Regions from separate parts of the Bos taurus genome. Here region 2 is linked to region 1. The links are chromatin contacts, called in public Hi-C maps. All regions are on one chromosome and are shown on one strand. Each heading gives the region's core, a stretch centred on a gene start, on an enhancer-like site or on the middle of the called end of the contact. The rest is flanking DNA. Distances are from core to core; before and after follow the strand shown. Region 1 holds the start of SNU13 (small nuclear ribonucleoprotein 13). Region 2 holds the start of CENPM (centromere protein M).

Region 1 (4,198 bases), core at 835-3,334:
CAGAGAGCAGGCCCCGCACTGGCTCCCACTCAGGACCCCGGAACGGCCCCACGACAGCACAGGCGCCCAGGAGGGGCAGCAACATGACACGGTTTAGGTCAGGCAGGTGGTGTTCTGGAGTTGGAGGGCAGGGCTGATATGGCTGACCTGGCCACTGCGGGGCGGGGTAGCCCCTGCCTCATAGAACTGCTGTCACTAAGGCCACCTCATAAAGGCTTTTGATGCTGTGGCCTTAGCTGCAGCTGCTGCACGTGACATCAGAGCTGGCTAACACGGCCACAGTATAGATGAGGACAACACTGGGGAACGGCCCAAAAGGAATTAAGAGGAAGAAGAACTTAAACACCTTGCCCTCTGGAGTGAAGAGACTATGTTCCCCCCATGTTGATGGAGGGATGAACTGAAGTCTGTTGGATTTCTTTCTTCCTATGGGATACTTTCATCCATTTGTCCTTCAGGTATCCAATATCAAACACTTAATGAACACCCTATTGAACATGTGTGTTCTTGTTTAACCACCCAGCATATCCTGATTTTTTGTTGGGGGATTACTTTCCCAACTCAGGATCAGTGTTGATAGGAATATAAATGCTATCCTGAAGACTTTCACCCAAAGGTTATGAACAAAATACTGAATAACAGAGCAGGCAGGGTCTTCAGCCAATCAGAATGGGCCAGGCCTTAACTCCTTCATTTCTGGGTTGTAAGTGGTCCCTGGGGCTTCCCAGATGGTGCAGTGGTAAAGAATCTGCCTATCAATGCAAGAGACCCAGGAGATGAGGGTTTGATCCCTGGGTCGGGAAGATCCCCTGGAGGAGGAAATGGCAACCCACTCCAGAATCCTTGCCTGGAAAATCACATGGACAGAGGAACCTGATGGACTACAGTCCAAGGAGTCACAAAGAATCAGACATAACTGAGCATGTACACACAAAAGTGGTCCCTGGGGTTACAGTAGAAGGGTGTCACCTATTTACCAACCATTTGGAAAGTATCTCTCTATTCTAAGAGCCCAGGACTTCCCTCGTAGTCCAGTGGTTAGGAATCTGCCTGCCCAGGCAAGCGACACTGATTCCACAATCCATGGTCTGGGAAGATTTCACACGTCATGGGGCAACTAAGCTCTTGCACTGCAACTACTGAAGCCCACATGCCCCAGAGGACATGTTCTGCAACAAGAGAAGTCACTGCAATGAGAAGCCTGCACACTGCAACTAGAGAAAACCCAAGTGCAGTAATGAAGACCCGGCACAGCCATAAATAAACAAATGAAGTTAAAAAACACACAAGAAAACCCCAATATACCACACAATGCATCTTGGCTAAATGCTCAGTTCAGTCGCTCAGTCGTGTCCGACTCTGCGACCCCATGTATCGCAGCATGCCAGGCTTCCCTGTCCATCACCAACTCCCGGAGTTCACTCAAACTCATGTGCATCGAGTCGGTGATGTGATCAGCCATCTCATCCTCTGTCGTCTCCTTCTCCTCCTGTCCCCAGTCCCTCCCAGCATCAGGGTCTTTTCCAGTGAGTCAACTCTTCGCATGAGGTGGCCAAAGTATTGGAGTTTCAGCCTCAGCATCAGTCCTTCCAATGAACACCCAGGACTGGTCTCCTTTAGGATGGACTGGTTTGATCACCTTGCTGTCCGAAGGACTCTCAAGAGCCTTCTCCAACACCACAGTTCAAAAGCACTGATTCCTCGGGGCTCAGCTTTCTTTATGGTCCAACTCTCACATCCATACATGACTACTGGAGAAACCATAGCTTTGACTAGACAGACCTTTGTTGGCAAAGTAATGTTTAAATTTAAATGTGCTACAAAATAAACTAGCAATGGAATGACACCACTAAAATTCTTTGTTTTGGTGCATTATATTTTGGGTATCGAACTCACTGTTCCTGCCAATAACTGGTAATAAAACAACACTAAAACTACGGCAAAGGCGGTCCCTCCCCCCAGAACTGAAGTCGTTCCGCGCTGTTGCCCTTTAAGGGGAGAGCCGCCCTCTTTAACGTCATTTCCGCTTCCGGCCGCGAGCGGCCATTTCCACTTTTTCCCTGCGACTTTTTTCGGCGGAAAGTTCTTTTCTAACATCGCCTGTGCTTCTTGAGGAGGGACGGTATCACTGAACCGCAGCTATGGTGAGTGCGTGCGCCTGGTTGAAGAGCCAGGAAGTGGGAGACTCGGGGTTCTGTTCTCTCACTAGCTTGTCGGCTTAGAACATGCGCGGTGTCGCCGTCTCGGCGAGGGGTTCGAGCTCGGACGGCCGAGTAGCCCCAAGCACTGTCTTTTCTCCCGGTCCGAGGTTAGAACGCTAGAGATGGGTCCCGGATTCTGTGATGGAGCGTCTGTCAGCAGTTAGTGCTCCTGGCTGAATGCCTCCGGTGAGCGGAGAGGGCCTGAGAGAAAGGGACCGACCCACGTGGGACAGAGTAGAAAGTCGGATGAGAAAATTTGATTTTATTGGTTTTATATTTCTTTTGGAGGGGTCGCTAGAGAATGATGTGGAACCCTGGGTTTGGATCATCCTCCCCAGCTCCACTTTCCCATTGCTGGGGTTCAGGAGAAGGATATCTCCATGGGTCTACGCCTAGTGCCTGTCGCAAGTTACGTGTGCCAGGGATTAAAGGGGCCTTTCGCGTTTGGAGGTTTCCCTGGTGGCTCAGAGGTTAAAGCGTCTGCCTGCAATGCGGGAGACCCCGGTTCGATCCCTGGGTCGGGAAGATCCCCTGGAGAAGGAAATGGCAACCCACTCCAGTATTCTTGCCTGGAGAATCCCATGGAGGAAGGATCCTGGTAGGCTACAGTCCACGGGGTCGCAGAGAGTCGGACACGACTGAGCTACTTCACTTTCACTTGGCGTTTGGAGCCTGCGTTTGGAAGGAACCCCAGCCTGGAATGCAGGAAAGATTCCTCCTGCGAGGCGGTAACCTCGGAAATCAGAAGTCCTGGTAGCACCACGTGCGGGGCTCATCTAAAACTCTTGATGGTCTCTAACTTTTTAATCAGATCGTGTGCCTTGGTACCTAGTTTTGGTCGGCACTTAGTGAGGAGGGAAGAGTTTGCAAAAACATTTCGACTTTCATAATGAGGTTTAATCCTTTTAACGGTTCTTGGATCCCAAAGCATATCTTCCCTGCTGCCCCACCCCCATTTTGAGGTTGGTATGTTGCTGAGTCTAGAACTTGAACCTTCTAAACTGGTGTTCGTTTTTCGGAGTTCCTTGAGAAGTTTTGGAATCAGGTGGTCTCAGTTTAATAATGCATTTAATTGCCTTTGCGCCTGGTATGGAGAGAGTGAGCATGCACTATTTGTTGTCAAATCAAAACTTGCAGGTTTTTGCTGTCTGGTGTATGAGGAGAACAAAGACATCAAGCTACGGGTTAAAGTTGTCTAGCAGTAAGATTTCATTCATTCACTCATTTAATTAACCCTTGGAAAAATTAAAAGGTGGATAAATACACCCTAAGCAACTTTCAGTTGCTACTTATAAGGTCGGTGGTTTGGCTTTAAAATTGAGTGGAACTTTTGTTGTCGTTTTGACTTTTATTAAACCACTAAAGTGACTCCTCTTTCAGTTCAGTTCAGTCGCTTAGTCGTATCCAGCTCTTTGCTACCCCATGGACTTGCAACAGGCCAGGCTTTCCTGTCCATCACCAACTTCCAGAGCTTGCTCAAACTCTTATCCATCCAGTTGGTGATGCCATCCAACCATCTCATCCTCTGTCATCCCCTTCTCCTCCTGCCTTCAATCTTTCCCAGCACAGAGTCTTTTCCAATGAGTCAGTTCTTCTCATCAGGTGGCCAAGGTGTTGGAGCTTCAGCATCAGTCCTTCCAATGAATATTCAGGACTGATTTCCTTTAGGATTGACTGGTTGGATCTCCTTGCAGTCCAAGGGACTCTCAAGAGCCTTCTCCAACACCACAGTTCAAAAGCATTGATTCCTTGGGGCTCAGCTTTCTTTATGGTCCAACTCTCACACATGACTACTGGAGAAACCATAGCTTTGACTAGACAGACCTTTGTTGGCAAAGTAATGTCTCTGCTTTTTAATATGCTGTCTAGGTTGGTCATAGCTTTTCAGAATCTGCCTGCAATGCGGGAGACCTGGGTTGGGAAGATTCCCTGGAGAGGGAAAAGACTACCCACTCAAGTATTCTGGCCTAGAGAATTCCATGGACTGTACGGGATCA
Region 2 (4,198 bases), core at 671-3,170, 190 kb before region 1:
TCCGCTGGATCATGGAAAAAGCAAGAGAGTTCCAGAAAAACATCTATTTCTGCTTTATTGACTATGCCAAAGCCTTTGACTGTGTGGATCACAATAAACTGTGGAAAATTCTGAGAGAGATGGGAATACCAGACTACCTTATCTGCCTCTTGAGAAATCTGTATGCAGGTCAGGAAGCAACAGTTAGAACTGGACATGGAACAACAGACTGGTTCCAAATAGGAAAAGGAGTTCATCAAGGCTGTATATTGTCACCCTGTTTATTTAACTTATATGCAGAGTACATCATGAGAAACGCTGGACTGGAAGAAACACAAGCTGGAATCAAGATTGCCGGGAGAGATACCAATAACCTCAGATATGCAGATGACACCACCCTTATGGCAGAAAGTGAAGAGGAACTCAAAAGCCTCTTGATGAAAGTGAAAGTGGAGAGTGAAAAAGTTGGCTTAAAGCTCAACATTCAGAAAACGAAGATCATGGCATCCGGTCCCACCACTTCATGGGAAATAGATGGGGAAACAGTGGAAACAGTGTCAGACTTTATTTTTCTGGCTCCAAAATCACTGCAGATGGTGACTGCAGCCATGAAATTAAAAGACGCTTACTCCTTGGAAGGAAAGTTATGACCAACCTAGATAGCATATTCAAAAGCAGAGACATTACTTTGCCAACAAAGGTTCGTCTAGTCAAGGCTATGGTTTTTCCAGTGGTCATGTATGGATGTGAGAGTTGGACTGTGAAGAAAGCTGAGCGCCGAAGAATTGATGCTTTTGAACTGTGGTGTTGGAGAAGACTCTTGAGAGTCCCTTGGACTGCAAGGAGATCCAACCAGTCCATTCTGAAGGAGATCAGCCCTGGGATTTCTTTGGACGGAATGATGCTGAAGCTGAAACTCCAGTACTTTGGCCACCTCATGCGAAGAGTTGACTCATTGGAAAAGACTCTGATGCTGGGAGGGATTGGGGGTGGGAGGAGAAGGGGACGACAGAGGATGAGATGGCTGGATGGCATCACTGACTCGATGGACGTGAGTATGAGTGAACTCTGGGAGTTGGTGATAGACAGGGAGGCCTGGCGTACTGCGATTCATGGGGTCGCAAAGAGTTGGACACGACTGAGCCACTGATCTGATCTGATCTGATCTGAGTGACTGAACAAGAGCACCTGGAATGATCATGAGTGAAGGAAAAATGAGTAAACAAATCACTGAATACCGTCTTTCTCCCAGGAGTGAAATAAAAGTCCTGTCTCGAAGGCAGCACCTTTGGTGCCTAGGGCCAGCAGTGGAAAACTTCCCCTTAGAAAGGAGCTACTGTCTAGCACATGGAACTCTGCTCAATGTTATATGGCAGCCTGGAGGGGAGCAGGGTTTGGGGGTGGGGCGGAATGCATACATGTGTTTCTATGGCTGAGTCCCTTCTCTGCTCACCTGAAACTATCACAACATGGTTTGTTAATCGGCTGCTGCTGCTAAGTCGCTTCAGTCGTGTCCGACTCTGTGCGACCCCATAGACGGCAGCCCACCAGGCCCCGCCGTCCCCACCAGGCTCCTCCGTTCTCCAGGCAAGAACACTGGAGTGGGTTGCCATTTCCTTCTCCGATGCATTTAAGTGAAAAGTGAAAGTGAAGTCGCTCAGTAAGTGTCCGACTCTTCGAGACCCCATGGACTGCAGCCTATCAGGCTCCTTCGTCCATGGGATTTTCCAAGCAAGAGTACTGGAGTAAGTTGCCACTGCCTTCTCCGTGTTAATCGGCTATCCCCCAGCGGTAGTGTCTCCTTTAAGAAGGCCCTGACCGGCCCCGCCCCACAGGAAGCCCCGCCCAGACGGTGTCACGTGACCCGCGGTTACGCACAAGGGCCGGGCCGGAGGGCTGTTTGAAAGCCCGGCGCGCACCCTGCGACCCGCAGTTCCGTCAGTCACCGGGGATGTCGGCGTTACGGCCGCTGGACAAGCTGCCTGGCCTGAACACGGCCACCATCTTGGTAGGCGTCAGCAGCCCGGATTCCCGCGCCCGCCTTTCCTCCTGGGCCGCGCTTCAGCGGCCAGGCCCTCTGTGGCTCTCTGAGATTCTGGCCCGGGCTGCTCCGGCGGGAGTGTGGTGGGCGGGAGAGCCTCTCTCTGAATCAATCAGAGTTCGCTGCCCTCTTGACGCCGTGGGATGTCTCCACCAATAAGTGCTCTTTCTGAGTTTCCGATTGGTGGAGCGGCTGGGCCGGGAGCCCGCGCGCAGGGTGGATGCAGGCGGTCTAAGACGCGGTTGTGGTTTTCCCCCTGTATCCGTGTCAGGCCTCCGGTAGAAACCAGGCTGTTCCAGGGAGGGTTCGGGGGCGAGCGGGGCGGGTAGTGAGCGGAACCGGAGCGGATGCAAACCTCAGACCCTCACCAATGCCTGCCGTAGTCCCCTCGGTAAAAAGTGCCTCGCGCGCTACAGCCAGAATCCCGGGATCGCGGCCGTCCGGGCCCAGCGGCGGGGCTGCTGTATCCAGAGGTCCATTGGCCGCCTTCTCTCTCTGGGCAGCTGGTGGGCACGGAGGATGCTCTTCTGCAGCAACTGGCCGATTCGATGCTCAAGGCGGACTGCACCTCGGAGCTGAAGGTGTAAGTAGCCTGCCCTGGAGATGTCCAATCGCTGGCTTGGGAGAGCGGGGAGGGGTGGAGCGGAAGGTCAGAGAGGCCGACGCAGGTGGGGCGAATTTTGACCCACCGCTCGGAGTCTCCGTCCTGACGCGTGATCTGTCCCCGTGTAAAGCATCCTCTGTCACGCCAGTTTTTCTGTTTCCCTCTAGCACTTGTCACTATAAAGAAATTTCCATATTATGCCACGTTGGCCAAAACTGATGTCCATCACTACAGTGGCAATAATATTGAATCGGGCACAGCATGTGGAAAATATTACAGAGTATGCACACTGGCTATCATTGATCCAGGTGATTCTGATATTAGAAGCATGCCAGAACAGACTGGTGAAAAGTAAACCATGTACAATTTTTCTTTAATAAAACTGTCCAGAGCTTGTTTAAAAAAAAAAAAAGAAATTTCCTTATTCACATATTTGTTTGTTTCCAGTCTGCCGCCCCGAGGCACCCCGAGGTTAGCCCCTTGAGGGCAGGGACTTTCACTTTTACTGACTGGTGAAGAAGCCCCACTGCCTTGAGCAGTACTTGGCCCAGAACAGTTACTCAGATACTTCCCAAATTTGGAGAAAAGATGACTAAAGTATATTTTGCTTTCATTTTTCTAGCTGATAGGGAGTAGAAACAGCTGCTGGCAGGAGTCAAGTGACTGAGTATATGTGGGTGTCGTTCTCCCTGATTGAAAGACAAACTCCAAGGGTCTGTGTTGAATGATCCAAATCTAAAGGGCGTTTCCTTTATGGGAATTGGAAACGCCCTTTCCTGGCGAGAACATCGTCTTTCCCTCGAGATAAAGATTGTTTATGGGTCCATCTGTGCCCCACCTGTCTTACCAGGCTCGTAGGCTATAGAACACCAAACACAATCACCGATAAACTCAATCCCGTAGCTCAGAAACAGGAAAAGATTAAAAATAATTGGCATCAGAGTTAAAGGAAAATGTGGACCAAATTGCCTTCCTTGAGCAAGATGGAAATCATTACTAAAAAAGGAAATCCTATTACCCTGTTTCTAGATTCCATCTACTATAGTCTAGTGTCTGAATGTGTATACATTTGTACATGGAAAGATAGTTAGAAAAATGTTCTAACACTAATAGTAGTAATTTTTAGGTAACTGAGCTTTTAGGAGTGTGTGTGTGTGTTTTAACTTTTGTTATATTTTGTATACTTTTTGGTATTCTTGAATTAGAAGCTGAGGGGTAGGGGCAGATGAGTAATAGGAATAAATGGAAATGGGCAGAAATAGAGGATTCCAAAAAAAAAAACCGCTTCAGGTGGGTATTTGACAATCTGAGACCAGGTACTTACAAGAATGTTGAGGGTGACTTCCCAGTGTCACACAGCTGATAGTTGACAGACTGGGATTTAAACCCACTTCTATCTCACTCCAAAGGGCTTCAGTCTTAACCCCTAAACTTCATAGTCTAACACCTTCCCCTCCCCTTCTGAGCCTGGCCTCCCTCCCAGCATTCAGGATAGATGGCTAGATGCCATCTTATATCCCAAACCCCGTCTTGCCAAAGCAGTTACTAAACTTTCTGGCAGGGAGAGTAAAGCA

The links. Hi-C and Micro-C count contacts between places; a contact is called where the count stands out from the background.
Region 2: a Hi-C map of liver shows a contact between it and region 1, with 2.9 times the contacts expected there. The contact joins the promoter of CENPM here to the promoter of SNU13 in region 1. A contact is called at or near these places in 2 of 11 Hi-C or Micro-C datasets (liver and an unstated tissue).

The regions. Positions count from the first base shown.
Region 1 is chr5:112,741,009-112,745,206 of ARS-UCD2.0, reverse strand. SNU13 (small nuclear ribonucleoprotein 13) reads left to right here and starts at 2,084. Exons shown (of 3, transcript NM_001077004.1): 1 at 2,084-2,144. The coding sequence starts at 2,142. It overlaps LOC112446778, which reads right to left and starts at 167. Exons shown (of 2, transcript XM_024992798.2): 1 at 1-167. The coding sequence starts at 85.
Region 2 is chr5:112,926,387-112,930,584 of ARS-UCD2.0, reverse strand. It overlaps CENPM (centromere protein M), which reads left to right and starts at 1,920. Exons shown (of 6, transcript NM_001038686.2): 1 at 1,920-1,987; 2 at 2,524-2,603. The coding sequence starts at 1,931.